Regions from separate parts of the Mus musculus genome. Here region 1 is linked to region 2. Evidence: chromatin contacts called from public HiChIP or PLAC-seq data. All regions are on one chromosome and are shown on one strand. The core of a region is the stretch at or near the end of the contact, and the rest is flanking DNA. Distances in the headings are between cores, read along the strand shown. Region 1 overlaps Gm15850 (predicted gene 15850). Region 2 has its middle 26 kb from the start of Tnnt2.

Region 1 (7,049 bases), core at 2,197-4,696, 260 kb before region 2:
ACAGGGCTATGAGAAAGGAGACCAGTAATGTGAAGTCAAGTCCCATTCCAGTTCACCCCTGCACCCTCCCAGCCCCACTCTTCTCCCTGCCCCCCAACAACCAACATTAGGACCATTCACAGGGCCCCTCACCAGCTGCCCTCCCTTCCCAGGCTTCACCCAGCTCCTTCCTCTGGAAAAGGCCCAAGAGGAGGACCCAGCTGCAGCTCAAGATGTGGATGGAGACCTCTGGGGGAGGGGAGGCAGGGGAGTCTGGCTCCAAGCTTCTTGCATCAGCCTCAGATGATGAAACCCTGTGAGACGTCTTGGCTGGGATGTACGTTAGGGTCCTGAGGATCCACTTCTTGGTGCCATCATTCCCCACTCCCCACCCCCATCTGTGACTGCTCCACTCGGGAACCCAGGTGCCTGTTTGGAATAGTTTTAAGGGAAAATGTGAAAGTTAGGTCAGCTCATTCTTCCTACCCTCGTAGCAAACAGGAGGAGAGCCAGAGCCCCAGAGAGGTAGTGGTGATGGTGGTGTGTAAGGGGTCCTGGTGGGATCCTATATATTTTATTAATATTAGCATCTGAAACCCAAAGCCAGTGAATCAAATTCCTTAGAGCAAGAGACAGTGTTGGGAAATTGGGACGCTGCTCCCTGTCTTCTAACAAAAGGAGGATGTGGAGAGCTGAGCGGTGCTTACACGGGGAGGTACTTGGTGCTTTTGTTCTTGTTTGTTCTCCTAACCTTATGAGCCAGGTTCTAGCCTTCTCCCCTACCCCCAATTTTGCAAGTGGGGAAATAGTCTCATAAGCAACACACAGAAGATCTGGACTTCTGCAAGTGGTTCTAGGCGTCCCGATTCCTCTAAGGGATTCCTCTAAGGGCGTGCCTGTGGGGAAGGGAGCTGGATTGGCCCAGCTTTGCCCGGGGGTGCCACAAGCAACAGGCTTAGCTCTCCTGAAAGATAATGTGTTTTTACCTAAACTGTTCCCCCTCCCTCCCATCCCTGGACTTCTTTGGTACTTAACTCTAGCTTCCTGTTTGCCATAGGTCTGCTCAGACTTCCAGCAGTAGGTGACCTTCTGACTCAGAGCTCCGCTGCTGGGAAATGCCACCAGAGCTTTCCTCTCTGTGTCTCCTGACATCCAGGGTGTGCAGCTAGGGTAAGCAAGGAGGCCCATGGCTGCGGACTCAGGCCTCCTAGCCATTAGGGTTTCAAGGTTCCAGTTGCCCCAGCCACCCCAGCAGCTCCCTCTGGGGTTAGCAAGCAGGAGCTGGGTGGCTGAGGTCCAGACCCTGACTCCTGGGCTCTTCTGTTCAGGAGTGAGGGACTAACGGGGCTGAGGTCATGTGGGGATCCAAGCTGAGAAGGAGGCTTAAGCTGCCATTTGGAGAGATTTAGATTAGTTCAGGGAAAGACTAAGACAGTCTCTGCCCTCTCTGAGCTCTCTCCAGCGTCAATAACCACTGCTTCTTTGCTGTGTTCCCACCTCTGCCCAGCTGCTCTTCTTAATGAACCTTGATGTTTCTCAGGATCAGCTACTGCATGGAGCCCTCAGTGCTACACACACACACACACACACACACACACACACACACACACACACACAATTTCTCAGGATCAGCTACTGCATGTAGCCCTCAATGTTTTACACACTCTCTCTCACACACACACACACACACACACATACACACACACAGAGGCTCACACCCATTTTTCTCAGGATCAGCTACTGCCTGCAGCCCTCAATGCTGCACATGCATACACACACACACACACACACACACACACACACACACACACACACGGGTGGGGAAAAGGCTAAGCCCCTAACTGGACTCGACTATAAGTCTCAACTTCTATTCTGAGTTGAGTTCCTTCCCCCAGGCATCTTGGGTCCTCCATCATTTTTCCTGACAGGAGCTGTGGGCGTCTGGGCAGATGGGAACCTCGGGGAGGTGTGGGGAGCCCCCTCCAAATCAGGAAGCTCCCACGCAACTGTAGTTAAAATACTCCAGCAGTGACTTGGGGCAGCCATCTGGCCTGAGCTCTCTTAGACACATTCCACTTTTTTAACAGCAGTGCTATGGGAACAGATAAAAACATGGAAGGGATTCCTATAGGTACCAGGAATGTCCCCAAAGGAGGTCTGAACTTGTGTCTTCTTTCTGTGTCCCCTACCCCCTCCTTCAGGAACAGCATTGCAAAATCTAAATAAGCCTTAGTGTAAAATGGTGGTGGTGGATACAGAGCTCAAGACCTCGAGTTCTAACCCCAGGCCCACCCCAGCATCTGCGCTTGGATCTGTGGGAGCAGGCCTCAGTCTATCCTATAACAGTGTCCTTTAGCAGATGTCCAGCTCCAACCTCCAATGTCCAGCCAGAAGCAGGGCCCAGCGCTTCCCACCCGCAAGAAGCTCAGGACCCCAAAAAAAGATCCATTGAGCTGCAGACTCAGGAGATCTGAGTGCAGACGTGAACTGAGCCTCACTTCCTGTGTTTAGAAGGAGACAGACTTGGCCACAGAGGAAACCAGAGACTGTTATAAATAGCAAGGAAGGCAGAGAGCTGCCCATGGATTTCAAACATCCATCACTCCTAAAACAAACTCTATTTTTGGCTTCAAATAATAATTAGGATTTAATTAATACTCTATGTAACCTCAAACATTCTCTCTCTCTCTCTCTCTCTCTCTCTCTCTCTCTCTCTCTCTCTCTCTCTCTCTCTCTCTCTCTCTCTCTCCTTCATTCTATTTTTTTCTTCTTAAAGCAGAGTCTTTCTGTGAAGCACATGCTACCACTAAAACTCATGATCCTCCTGCCTCAGCATCCAGAGAACTGGGATCATAGGCACACCCATTGTACATGTTTCTTTTTGTTTGATTGTTTTGGTTTTTTGAAACAGGATCTCTCTGTTTTGCCCTGGCTACTCTGAAAGTCTCTCTGTATACCAGGCTGGGGTTGAACTCAAAGATCTACCTGCCTCTGCCTCCTGAAGCCTGTGGTTAAAAGCATGCAGCACCACCACCTGACTGTACATGGTTCTTAAACATGGTAACTTTACCCACCCTTCTACTCTGCTGTGCCTGCTAACAGTATCGATGTGGCCATTCTCATGGTCACCAGTCTCCATATCAACATCTAGACTCAAAAAGAACCCCCCAGGTCACATTATTCAGCCATCTTATTTTTGAATGAAGAAACTGAGGCCCCAAGAGGGAAAGAGATTTGTCCGAAGTTGCATAGGATGGTAAAGCAGGGGCTGAGCTGCAAGACTGGAAGTTCGGTTGCTGTGCTGCCCCTGGCAGCATGATAAGACCCCAAGGCTAAACATCTGAAATCAGCCTGTCATGCGTTTATAGTCCTGACAAAACTTTGGTCTGAGTGAAATAACGAAAGGCAGTCCAGAGGCTGAGTTGTGATCTTCTGAGTCACGGAGGTCTGGGCTCACATCCAGAACTCACATCCACATGATGAGCTGTGTAACCCCAAGTCGGTGATGTAACCGAGCCCAGCATCAGCTCCCACATCCCAAAGCGAGACGGAGCACGTCCTCATCTCAGGACCATCATGGAGTTGCAATGGGGGGAGGGAGGATGCACATCAAGAATTCCACCCAGTGCTTGCCTCAAAGTAGATTTCAGTCCTTCACATTGTTTGCGGGTTCTCCATCTTTTCTCCAATAGACTCTACCTCTGTCTGGCCAGAGGGGTAGGTTTACAAAAAAAGATGGAGAGGGACTCTCAGGAGTGAGCAAGAACAAGGTTGTGAAGATGAGGTGTCATTAGTGAGGGGCCGGGGTGGAATTCAGTGGTAGAAGGCTTGCCCTGCATGAGTGGAATTCTAGGTTCGTCAGCTAAGCCTTTGGCGTGAGATCTGCTGGGTGGATCGGCAGATCTGCAGGAACTTAGCTGCCCTCTGCTGATGACATGGCAGCACCTTGGGCTTTCCAGGAGGAGGCCTTAGCCTTGTGCACCCTTTCCTACACAGGTAACCATGGCCTGCCTCCCTGGGGGCTGGGCCCCTGAAAGGGGAGAGTTCTCACTCACCCTGTAACCACGCTGGATGTGTCACACACGTTTTCACCTAACCCTCACAATCATCTCTGGGGTACACCATTATCGTGACTGTTTTTCAAAAGAGGAAACAGGTTCAAAGGTCACTTGGCTAGGGTAGTAGTCATTAGTGTGCTGTTCCTGTATTTCCCGAACTCTGCCTTTCCAGCACAGGGCTCAGGACTACATGTCCTTACTCCTCTGATAGTGAGGGACCATGTGACTTGAACCAATAAAAAGTGAAGCTTTGGGAGGCACTGCCACTGTCACACCTGTACTGTTCACAGAGCATAGATGAGAAATAAACTTTTCTTGTGATCAGCGGCTGAACGTGTAGGTCCTGTGTGGTCCTGGCATAGCCTAACCTACTCTGACACAGTTGGTAAAAGCAGACGCAGAGTCTGGAGATCTCCCATCTATAAAGATGCCAAAAGGCCCAAGTGATTTCCAGGGCCCTAGCCTGCATACAGGTAGAAGCCCCCTTTGGATTTTGGGCTATTGAGAGGTGGATAGAAGAAAGTCTCTCTCTCTCTCTCTCTCTCTCTCTCTCTCTCTCTCTCTCTCTCTCTCTCTCTCTCTCTCCATCCTGATTTGACTAAGATTTTACTAAATTTCCTGGTCACTGGGTTGTGGTGATTAAAGACATACACGGCTAAATATTAACCCTTTGGATCCCATGGCTACACTGGCTGTGCTGTTCTACTGCCTGGGCGTCTTCAGGAACCACCCTGAGAAGTCACTGGAAAACACTAAGGACCCTCTGCCCCCACCAGTCATCTCAGTCGGAATTATTCCCAGGTCGGATATCAGGACATATCTGCATTTGTCTCTAGCTCAAAGATCGTTCCCTTGGGACTTAGTTACTCCTCCATGAAACAGAGCCGCTAAAAAGGGTTATGGTTGCTGCTCAGATATTGCAGGACTAACCCATTCTAGAGCATAAAGACCTCAGAGGCACAGGCAAGATATTAACGGATACTTTTTCTGAATGTTGTAGCGAGCATGTGGTGAATGTTTGAGTTTCATGCGGCAATGCAATGCTTCCAGCTCCTGGAAGGAGAAATAATTATCTCCACAAAGCAATCCAGTAAAGTCATGCTACAATCACAGAGCGCGATTCAAACCCAAGCAAGCTGACGGGGACTCCATCTCGTGTTGAGCTGCCGTGAAGGAAGAGACTGGATCTGCCCCTTGACAGCTGATGGGCTATGAAAGCGAGTAGAGCACCCTAGGAAGTTGCCTGCTTTGGGTGTGTATGGGGGTGATGACATCAGCTTTTGCTATAGGCCCAAATGCTCACTGGCAGGGAATGGGTACAGAAACAGACCTGCTCACGACGGAATCCTATTCAGCAAGGAAAGGGGGTGACCTACTGGTACATGACTGATGCAGAGTAGATGAATCTCAACTGTACTCCGGGAAAGAAGCAGACCATAGCACATGCTCCCTAACCTCACTGAGAGGAACAGCCTAGAAAATATAGTGACCCTAACGGGTCAGAAAACAGATCAGTGGTTGCCTGGCAAAGCGAGGGATATAGGAGTGGTAGGGGGCCTGAAGAGGTCAGGAGGGGCTGCAAAGGCGCACAAAGAAAGTCTTTCAGATGGTCTTACATAGATCTCTGGATGTATCTCTGTAAGGCAAAGCAAACCATTGTACGTGTTACATATGTGCAATTAACTGTTAATTTTACCTCAACAGCACTCCTCTGTCTGCAGAGGTCAAAGGTCATCATCTGGTATCTTCCTTAGTTGCTCTCAGAGTCTCTCATTGAACTGAGGTCACCCTATTCGGCTAGGCTGTTGGCCAGTGAGCCACAGGGACCCACCTGCGTTCACCATCCCCCCCACTTTCCTAGCCCACCTACGTGGGCCATAGTCATAGTACCCAGCTTTCCACATGGGCACGGGGAATCTAAACTCAAATCTTCATGCTTATCCAAGCACTTTACCAACAAAGCGATCTCTCCAGCCCAATGGAGCTATTTTTAAAAGGTAGCTTGCTTCAGCTTCCGCTTTGCACAGAAGTGCAGATTGGTTGGCTTATCTGGGGTCATAGAGACAGAGGACAGCAGTTCTCAGCCCCTGAGGAACTCTCTCCCTTGCGCCACATGTTATAGGGCTCAAAGGCCACCCCCCACCCACCCACCAGAGGGAGGCAGTGACAGAGAACATGGCATAGAACAGGAGAGGGATGCCAAGAGGAGCATCAAGAGGCGGTCAGTCAGGGCAAACCAGGAAAGGGAAGAGGAAAAAGAGAGCAGACGAGGCAGGTAACAAAGGCCCAGAGAGCTGAGGATACACAGCAAGCCTCCAAGATGGATCTCCAGAGGGGCTCGCCCCTCCTCCACAGACAGCACTTCCCCGCTGATGAAGTTCGCAAAGGCCACTCCTGTCCTTGAGTTATTGATTCTCCGTCTCTCTGGACGCATCATTTCCTTAGCTCCGGGAGACATTTGCCTGAGCCAGGCCCTACCCAGAAAATTGCCAGCAAAGAAGCACTTAACACTTTACATTCTAAGTTAACCTCGATGGCGCCAGCTCTCCAGAAACCCAGCCAGCCTCAGGACGTCACTGGACAGTGGTCGATGTCAGTCCTCAAGTAGTGTGTGCTGGATCTCCTGGCCCACGCTAGGAACAGTTCAAGGGACCTTTTGACTCTGAAAGTCAAGTTGGCCTGAAGTGACATAACTCTTAAAACGTTTGCCTGTGTCCCTCCTTAGCGCCTTGTTTTCTGAAACTTGAAGCAGCAGACAGAGAATACATTGCCTTAAGCAGAATCAGTGTCAGGAAGGTCAAGGGAGGATGCAGAGAAGGCTGAAAAGACCTTTCTTCTCCTCTCTGCTCTGTAATCTCCAAAGTAAGTTGGAGAATCCAAAAGGAAGGCTCAGACTGAGTGGAGCAAAGAGCTTAAGTCATAAACAAAATTAGAAAAAGCCCAGAGGGCCAGTGGCAGTGCTTCACGCCTTTAATTCCAGCACTTGGGAGGCAGAGGCAGGAGGGTCTGGGA
Region 2 (6,609 bases), core at 2,188-4,687:
TTGCAGTCGATACACGCCCATTCTCCCAAACTAGTGATTCTGGCCTCATCTTTCATCCTCCCTTTCCCATTCCGGTAGCAAGTCTTCTCATCTCCACACAGTGCTAACCACTGCCAGGGATCGGCAAGCCTGGCCCGTTCCTTGCTCGATGCTGCCACCTCCTGGCTGACCTCACTCCCACACCAATTCAAGGCCACTGAATGTGCCTCTGGGAAACTGATGTGTAGTAACGCTAACTGCACCCTCCACCTTTTGGGAAACATCTGCCAACTCTTTGGCTCTCAGGCCAGCCTCTGTCTTGTCTCCTGGTTCTCTTCTTTCTATCCCTGGGCTTCTCCTATGACGGCATCTCCTCAAGGGTAGCATGGATTCAATCCCACTGTCTCTGTTGTTTCTGAGGCCTGATGCATCCTTTCTCAGTCTGTTCTCTAACCATAAAACCCTATTCATCCTCTGAGAGCTGACTGCCACGCTGTCTAGGAGGCCTTCATGTTTGTTTATAAAACTCCGAGGCCCGTGTGGTACCCTGCCTTGTGCCTGTGGGATGATGACCTACTCATCCCTAGTGTCTCAACACTAGCCTAGAGTCCATCCCAGATGGTGGGCTCAGCACTCTGTGAGCTGAAGATGGCTGAATGTAGATTCACAGCCTTGCCCAGCAAACTGATCTCAAAAGCCTTCCTAACTCCCTTCATACATGTTGACCATAAAGATCTCCTCCATTTCAGCTGTCTCTCATAGCCAGCTTCCAACTCTCAGCTCTACAGGGAAGAGACCACAACATGTGCTGATTGCCCGAAATGCCCTGCTCCTATGACATCTCCAGCTGCCCTTGTCTGTCACCACAGCGGCCATGGAGAGTCGGTCTCACTTCCTTCTCTAAGGCAGCCATTCTGTGCCTCTGAGTTCAGCCATCCCTTAAAGTTGTGGTCCATGTTCCTCGTTGTCACGGTCACCTTCTCTGAGTAAACCTCAAGCTGACATCCTTTCTCTTAAGATCTGGAGCATTGAATAAAGGAAGATGCAAAAGATTCGATCTACAGGTATCAAGTGGGGCTGGGAAAGCTGAGGTTTGGAGCATCCATTTCTAGTGTGCAATGCAATTCAGGGCCAGAACCAACAAGTGGGGGTAGGTCCAGGACCCCATTCCTTAGAAATTCATGTGAAAATCTCTCTCCCTCCTTCACTCATTCACTCAATCAACCAATCAATTAATTAATCAATCACCCCTTGCCTCCCTCCCTCCCCTCTTGTGAAGCTCAGGATAGAACCCAGGCCTCTTGCATGCTGGGTAAAGCCTCTGCCGCTGAGTGACACCTTCAGTCACTGAGGGTCGCTTTTGAGGACACCATCAAGCTCCTTCAGCCTTCATTGGCAGCCTCCATAGAAGCTAATGGAGAGGAAAAGACAAAACGTGTGATAGATGTTGCTATTTAGAAATGGGATTACCCAGACTTCATGAATTCTGCTTTCGGATATGTTTATTCTCCTGTTGTTATGAATATAACAGGGAAGAGTCCCGGGTGGCACACAAATGTCATCTCTGTGTAGCCATCAGGAGATGGATCACCACAGTCGTTGCCCAGTCTTGGAAACTTCAATAATTTCCTTGCTACCAAAATAAGGGGAGTTCCCAAGGTCCCTCGGTGCTGCCAGATTATGTCAATGCCTTATGATCTCAGAGTGTCAGTCCTGGGTCTCCTGTCGCCACAGACCCCATGATCCCCAGAATGTCTGCAAACCCCAGACTTTGGCCCCATCTCACTGGCTAGGGAGAGAAACGCTCTCAGTATTGCGTTCTTGCAGGTTCCCAGAACTTCCCTGGCCCAGCCTCCTCAACCAAGCTGCTAGTGGCGGGGGGGGGTGGTGGTTCCAGAAGCCATGAGTCAGGCTATCAGAACCAACCCTGCCAGTTCCACCTCACATCCAACCACAAAGTCAGCAAAAGCCAGTCCAGGGGTTGGCTAGAAATCCCTGTCACTACATACTTTCCAGGTGGGCAAGGCAAATGGAATTTCCCCCGTGTGAACCATGCTCCTTCGGGATGGACCACACCTTCCTTTCCAATGGCCGTCAGTCCATAGAAGCAGTCTTATCTCCTGCAGCAGAGACTCCAACATCAACACAGGCTGGAGTACTCGCCGGAATGCAGAACAGTTGAGATTCAAAATAAAAGAGAAATGGAGATGTGTGTGTGTGTGTGTGTGTGTGTGTGTGTGTGTTGACCTCCCTCAAATACTACTAACCCTCCTGGGAGATGAGTGCAAGGGTCTGTCAGAGTTCAAAACACCTCCAACAAGAACCTTAGCCATTGGTGTGTGGGCGTGGGAGTAAAGGAATTAAAGTGTCCTGATGTCATTGGCACAGGCTCAGGGATGCTCAGTGACAAGGTCAACATTTTGGAAGCTCTGAACAATGAGGGAAGTCATTTTCTTCACTTGAGATTTTCAGAAACTTTAATGTCCTGAGATATTGTCTGGGCAGATAACATCGAAAGAGAGACAACACACAGCCTCCCCACGAGCCTCTGCAGAACACTTTTTAACAGAACACTGGCCAAAGAGCCAGTTTGGGCTACAACCTCAGACTGTTTAAGCTTGCATGTGGAGAGAGGTTTCATATCCTAAACCAAAGCCTCCGGAACATACCATGGCAAATCAGGACACAACAATGGATCTGCCTCTGCTAAGACTGTGTCAGAGGCAGGACTTGTAAGAGGGCTCTCGGCATGTCCAGCCCTTTGCCGGCCACGTACACAAGCTCATATAGGAGTAGGCTTTGAACGTCAGGCACACAGCCTTCTCTGTTACGTATGGAATTTGAGATGCTGTCTCTATCACCGGTCCTTTGGTACCATCTAACACATGTCCCCAGACTCTGTCTTTTCAGGGATTAAAACTCTCACCAAGCCATCATCAGAGGACCACCCTTTGAATAGCAAGCTCCCAGTCAATCCCCGAAGGATTCCTGGAGTGGCAGGCTGATTTGAGGGAGTGGTGTGGGTAGGAGAGGCAGAAGAAGTCAGAGTTAGGGCTACAGGGTGATGTGAAAGGGACCTGGGTTCAGGTAGCTGAGATGTCAAGAAAGCCAGGGTCTTGTGGAGACCTAGACTTTACAGTCAGGGCTAGAGTGTGAGACACGTGGAATGACTGGAAAATGGACACCAACATTCGGTAATTGGTGAGGTCTCTCACGGGCCCACCCTGGGACAGACAGTGCTGAAACAGGGACTGGAGTCTATTGCCAGGGTCAGCACTGACTCCTTAGACGACAGGTATGACTGGACTCTCTGTTCCTCTCCTCCAAAGAAACCAACACCATCCTGTTGGGAGATGGGAGTGTCATCAACGCCTAACTTTTACCTCCTGTAGCTGGTTGGCCACACACAGCAGGAGGCGAGGCAGAGCAGCTGACTCACCCCTCCAGAACTATCTTCCCATGACCTGTAAGTCCCAGCCTTGGTAAGGGGGAGGAGGGGAGGAGCGGTCTAGTCACAGACACCCTAAGGCTCCAGCAGGGTGGGAGGAGATGGGGACCTAAACTGTGGGAAGCTACAGGAAGTGTGTGGGACGAGGGAGCACTACCCCGTAGGAAGGCCAGCGGAGGCCAGAGGACACACTCTGACCCACGGGATCCCAAAGATCCCAGCCAATGTTCACATGTTTCCACCATGTGCTGTTGTGAGCACTGATATTTACACAAGCTCATTTAATCCCCACAAGAACCTGGTGAGGTCATTCCTACTATCATTGCCATTGTGTGGAGGAAGAAACCCAGACATAGTAACGCTGCCAAAGCCACTCAACAGATATGAGGGGGAGGAGGCACTGAACCCAGGAAGCCTGGTGCCATGGCTGTGCCTTTAATGACTCTCCAGAAGAAGCTGGTTCTGTGCTACGTGTGATTTCTCCTCTCCTGCTCCCCTCCCCTTGGTCAAGTGAGCAGGATGCAGGGCGGGTTGCTGCTGGCCAGGCCAGAGCATCCTAGCTTCAGGAATGACAGTCGCCCCAACCTCTCCCTTATGATAACCTCTTTGCTAAGCTCCCTTCCTGGTGAAGTAGGCCTGGCTTCTTTCTCCTAGATGGACTTCCTCAGACATCCAGCTACTCCCACCTGGGGGGCCCCAAATCTGTTTCCCTTTCAGAGTTACAAGGCTCTCTGTCTTTTCTAGAACTCTGTGTGTATGCAACCTGTTCAACAAGAGGCCCGGACTCTGAAAGAAAGTTATTCAGCATTCCTCACACCCAGCAAGTCATCCCTGAGTGTCACCAAGTGACACCTTGTGCTTAGGGAACAAATCCAAGCTCTGGTTGTGCTTGCAGTCAAGAGGAAAGATGCTGTGGAAACAAGATGAGCTAGGAGAATCTACAGCATGCAAGATGGAAAAAAATGGCTCTGAGAGGAGCGTGAAAGGAACTGACTGACTGACAGAGAAACACCTGCAGAGCGAGCTTAGGTGGTCAGGCATCACCTCCCTGTGATGCTGGGAAGACCCGAAGAAGGTGGAGCTGGCCATGCTGTGTCTCATCACCCTTCCCTGTAGTGCTCACTCTCTGGGGGCCCTCGCCCTGCTGGCCTGTGGGGTCTGTTACAGCTGTAGGTCCCCAATTGTCAGCTGTAGGTCCTACATAGGTCACACTTGGGTTGTTAAGGCTCCCTGATCCATCTGAAACTTGTTCTGAAGTTGCAATTCAGTGTTTCTCTTCCTCCTCTGACCAGCGTGGACTAGATTGGGGGAGGGGGGTGTCAGGTTGAGCAGAGAGGAGGCTAGGCACTTCCATGTCTGCTGCCAGGATGGGGAAGGGCTGAAGCCTTGGTTTTGTGGCTGTCTTACTGCTACCCCAGTGTAGATACTCCAGGTTTCTTTGACTTCGTGCTAGATTCAGAGGGAGCTGGGGTGGGTGGGTGGAGGGGCACATAATGTTGTCCAGAGGTCAATACTAAGTGCCAGTCTCATACAGTAGCTTCAGAGACTAGAGAGTCTCCCACCAGCTCCCCAGATCCCAGACCTGGGCCAATACTGTGTTGTACCCATCGTCTTCAAGAGAGGTACCATGTCACACTGCCTGGTCTCTTTCAGCTCTCCAAAGTCAACCCCTCCTAATTGCTTTCTCCCGCCCTGAGAGCAAGGGTGGGTTCTTGGGGCCTCTGGAGTTAAGAGAGACTCAGCAAGTTGTCCCAGGGCCCCGACCCCACTATGGCCTTCACAAGTCTATAGGGCATCAGGAAAGTTTTCACTGCTGGACCATGAGAGAGGCACGTCTCCCCTAACAGGACAGGTCCATTCTGTTTCTGTCCAACTCCATCATCTGGCTCTACAGGGGACCCAGAGCCTATCCTAGTCCCAGGTCCAAGCCACACACTGTGGTTGTAGTTTGCTTACCCAGACCCTGAGCAATAGTCACACTCTAGAACTATTTGGCAGGAAATTGGAACTTCTGGATACCTCAAGAGTGGCCTAGAACAGTATTGTTAGGAGGGAAACCTGTTTCTATCTATGATACACAAAGAACTGGTGTCATAATTAAGAATAGCTATATTCCTAAGTACACTGCTATCCAGATGGTTTTGGGTTGTTGTTGTTGTTGTTGTTTTGGCATGAAAGGAAGGAAGGAAGGAAGAAAGGAAGGAAGGAAGGAAGGAAGGAAGGAAGGAAGGAAGAAAGGAAGGAAGGAAGAGAGAGAGAGAAAGAAGTCAAGCAGGCAAGGCAATCAGGGAGGAAAGGAGGAAGGAAGGAAGGAAGGAAGGAAGGAAGGAAGGAAGGAAGGAAAAACTTAATTGTATGTTGTTCTTTTTCCTAAGTAGAGAAACTTAGGGCTCACTAGCAGCCACTCTAGCCCACTTGGTTGGTGAGTTCTAGGCCAGTGAGAGACCGTGTCTCACAAAGCAAGGTGAACAGCACTGCGGGACAATTTCTGAGGCCCCAGCTGCCCAGCAGAAGGGTGGTATTATAGGGAACAGCATGAAGGAGGGGAAGGGAAGGAAGGGAAGGGGAGGGGAGAGGAAGGGAGGGGAGGGGAGGGGGTGAAACACACTTCCTCCCTGATTCTGTGGGCTTTATTTTAACTCTCTCCAACCCATCTCCTCTCTCACTCCACTCCCTGCCCACATCACTGACTTGTTCAGTCTCCCTGTGTCCCTTCTGGCCCTTCTCTAACCAAGGTGATTTTTTTTTTTAAGCATAAGTCAGGCTAACCTCGCTGCACACATCTGTAATCCCAGTACTCAGGAGGCTAAGGCAGGAGGATTGTGGGGGGTTGGAGACCACCATGGACTACTGGTGAGGCTAATTCCTAGCTAGATAGATGATAGATGGACAGACAGAGACAGACAGACAGACATATAAACCAGTATGTTTCATTCTAGCTTAAAACTCTCAATAACTATGCATGATGTCCTTCCCCAGGATTTACAAAGACTGATATGATCCTGGCCTGGCCTGGATTAGCCTGGTCTCTTCTCCCATCCTTTCTGGACTCTTCTCAGTAGCTTGCCCACATACGTTCCCTGCCATTCTTTCTGCTGAAAACGTCCTCTCCACTCTCTTCCTATGGCTGGCTGCTGACAGTCCTGAGAACCAAACCCAATGAAGGTCTCTGCAAGGAAGCT

The links. HiChIP or PLAC-seq counts read pairs in DNA pulled down with a chosen protein or histone mark.
Region 1: a contact with region 2 is called in a CTCF HiChIP or PLAC-seq map of the NIH/3T3 cell line, with 6 read pairs. The contact joins two enhancer-like sites. A contact is called at or near these places in 1 of 15 datasets of contacts at CTCF or cohesin (the NIH/3T3 cell line), 1 of 484 Hi-C or Micro-C datasets (embryonic fibroblasts) and 1 of 115 datasets of contacts at active chromatin or transcription factors (pancreatic cancer cells).

The regions. Positions count from the first base shown.
Region 1 is chr1:136,123,493-136,130,541 of GRCm38.p6, reverse strand. It overlaps Gm15850 (predicted gene 15850), which reads left to right. Exons shown (of 3, transcript NR_046170.1): 2 at 1,037-1,149; 3 at 2,759-2,823. Among named protein-coding and RNA genes, the nearest start is that of Gm15850, 4.2 kb to the left of the region's middle. Within about 2 kb of position 3,446, at least 84 of the 459 cell types and tissues checked have an H3K27ac peak or open chromatin away from gene starts, as enhancers often do. A contact at or near this core is called in the NIH/3T3 cell line, embryonic fibroblasts and pancreatic cancer cells, where this site is marked.
Region 2 is chr1:135,859,274-135,865,882 of GRCm38.p6, reverse strand. No RefSeq gene overlaps it. Among named protein-coding and RNA genes, the nearest start is that of Tnnt2, 26 kb to the right of the region's middle. Within about 2 kb of position 3,437, at least 59 of the 459 cell types and tissues checked have an H3K27ac peak or open chromatin away from gene starts, as enhancers often do. A contact at or near this core is called in the NIH/3T3 cell line, embryonic fibroblasts and pancreatic cancer cells, where this site is marked.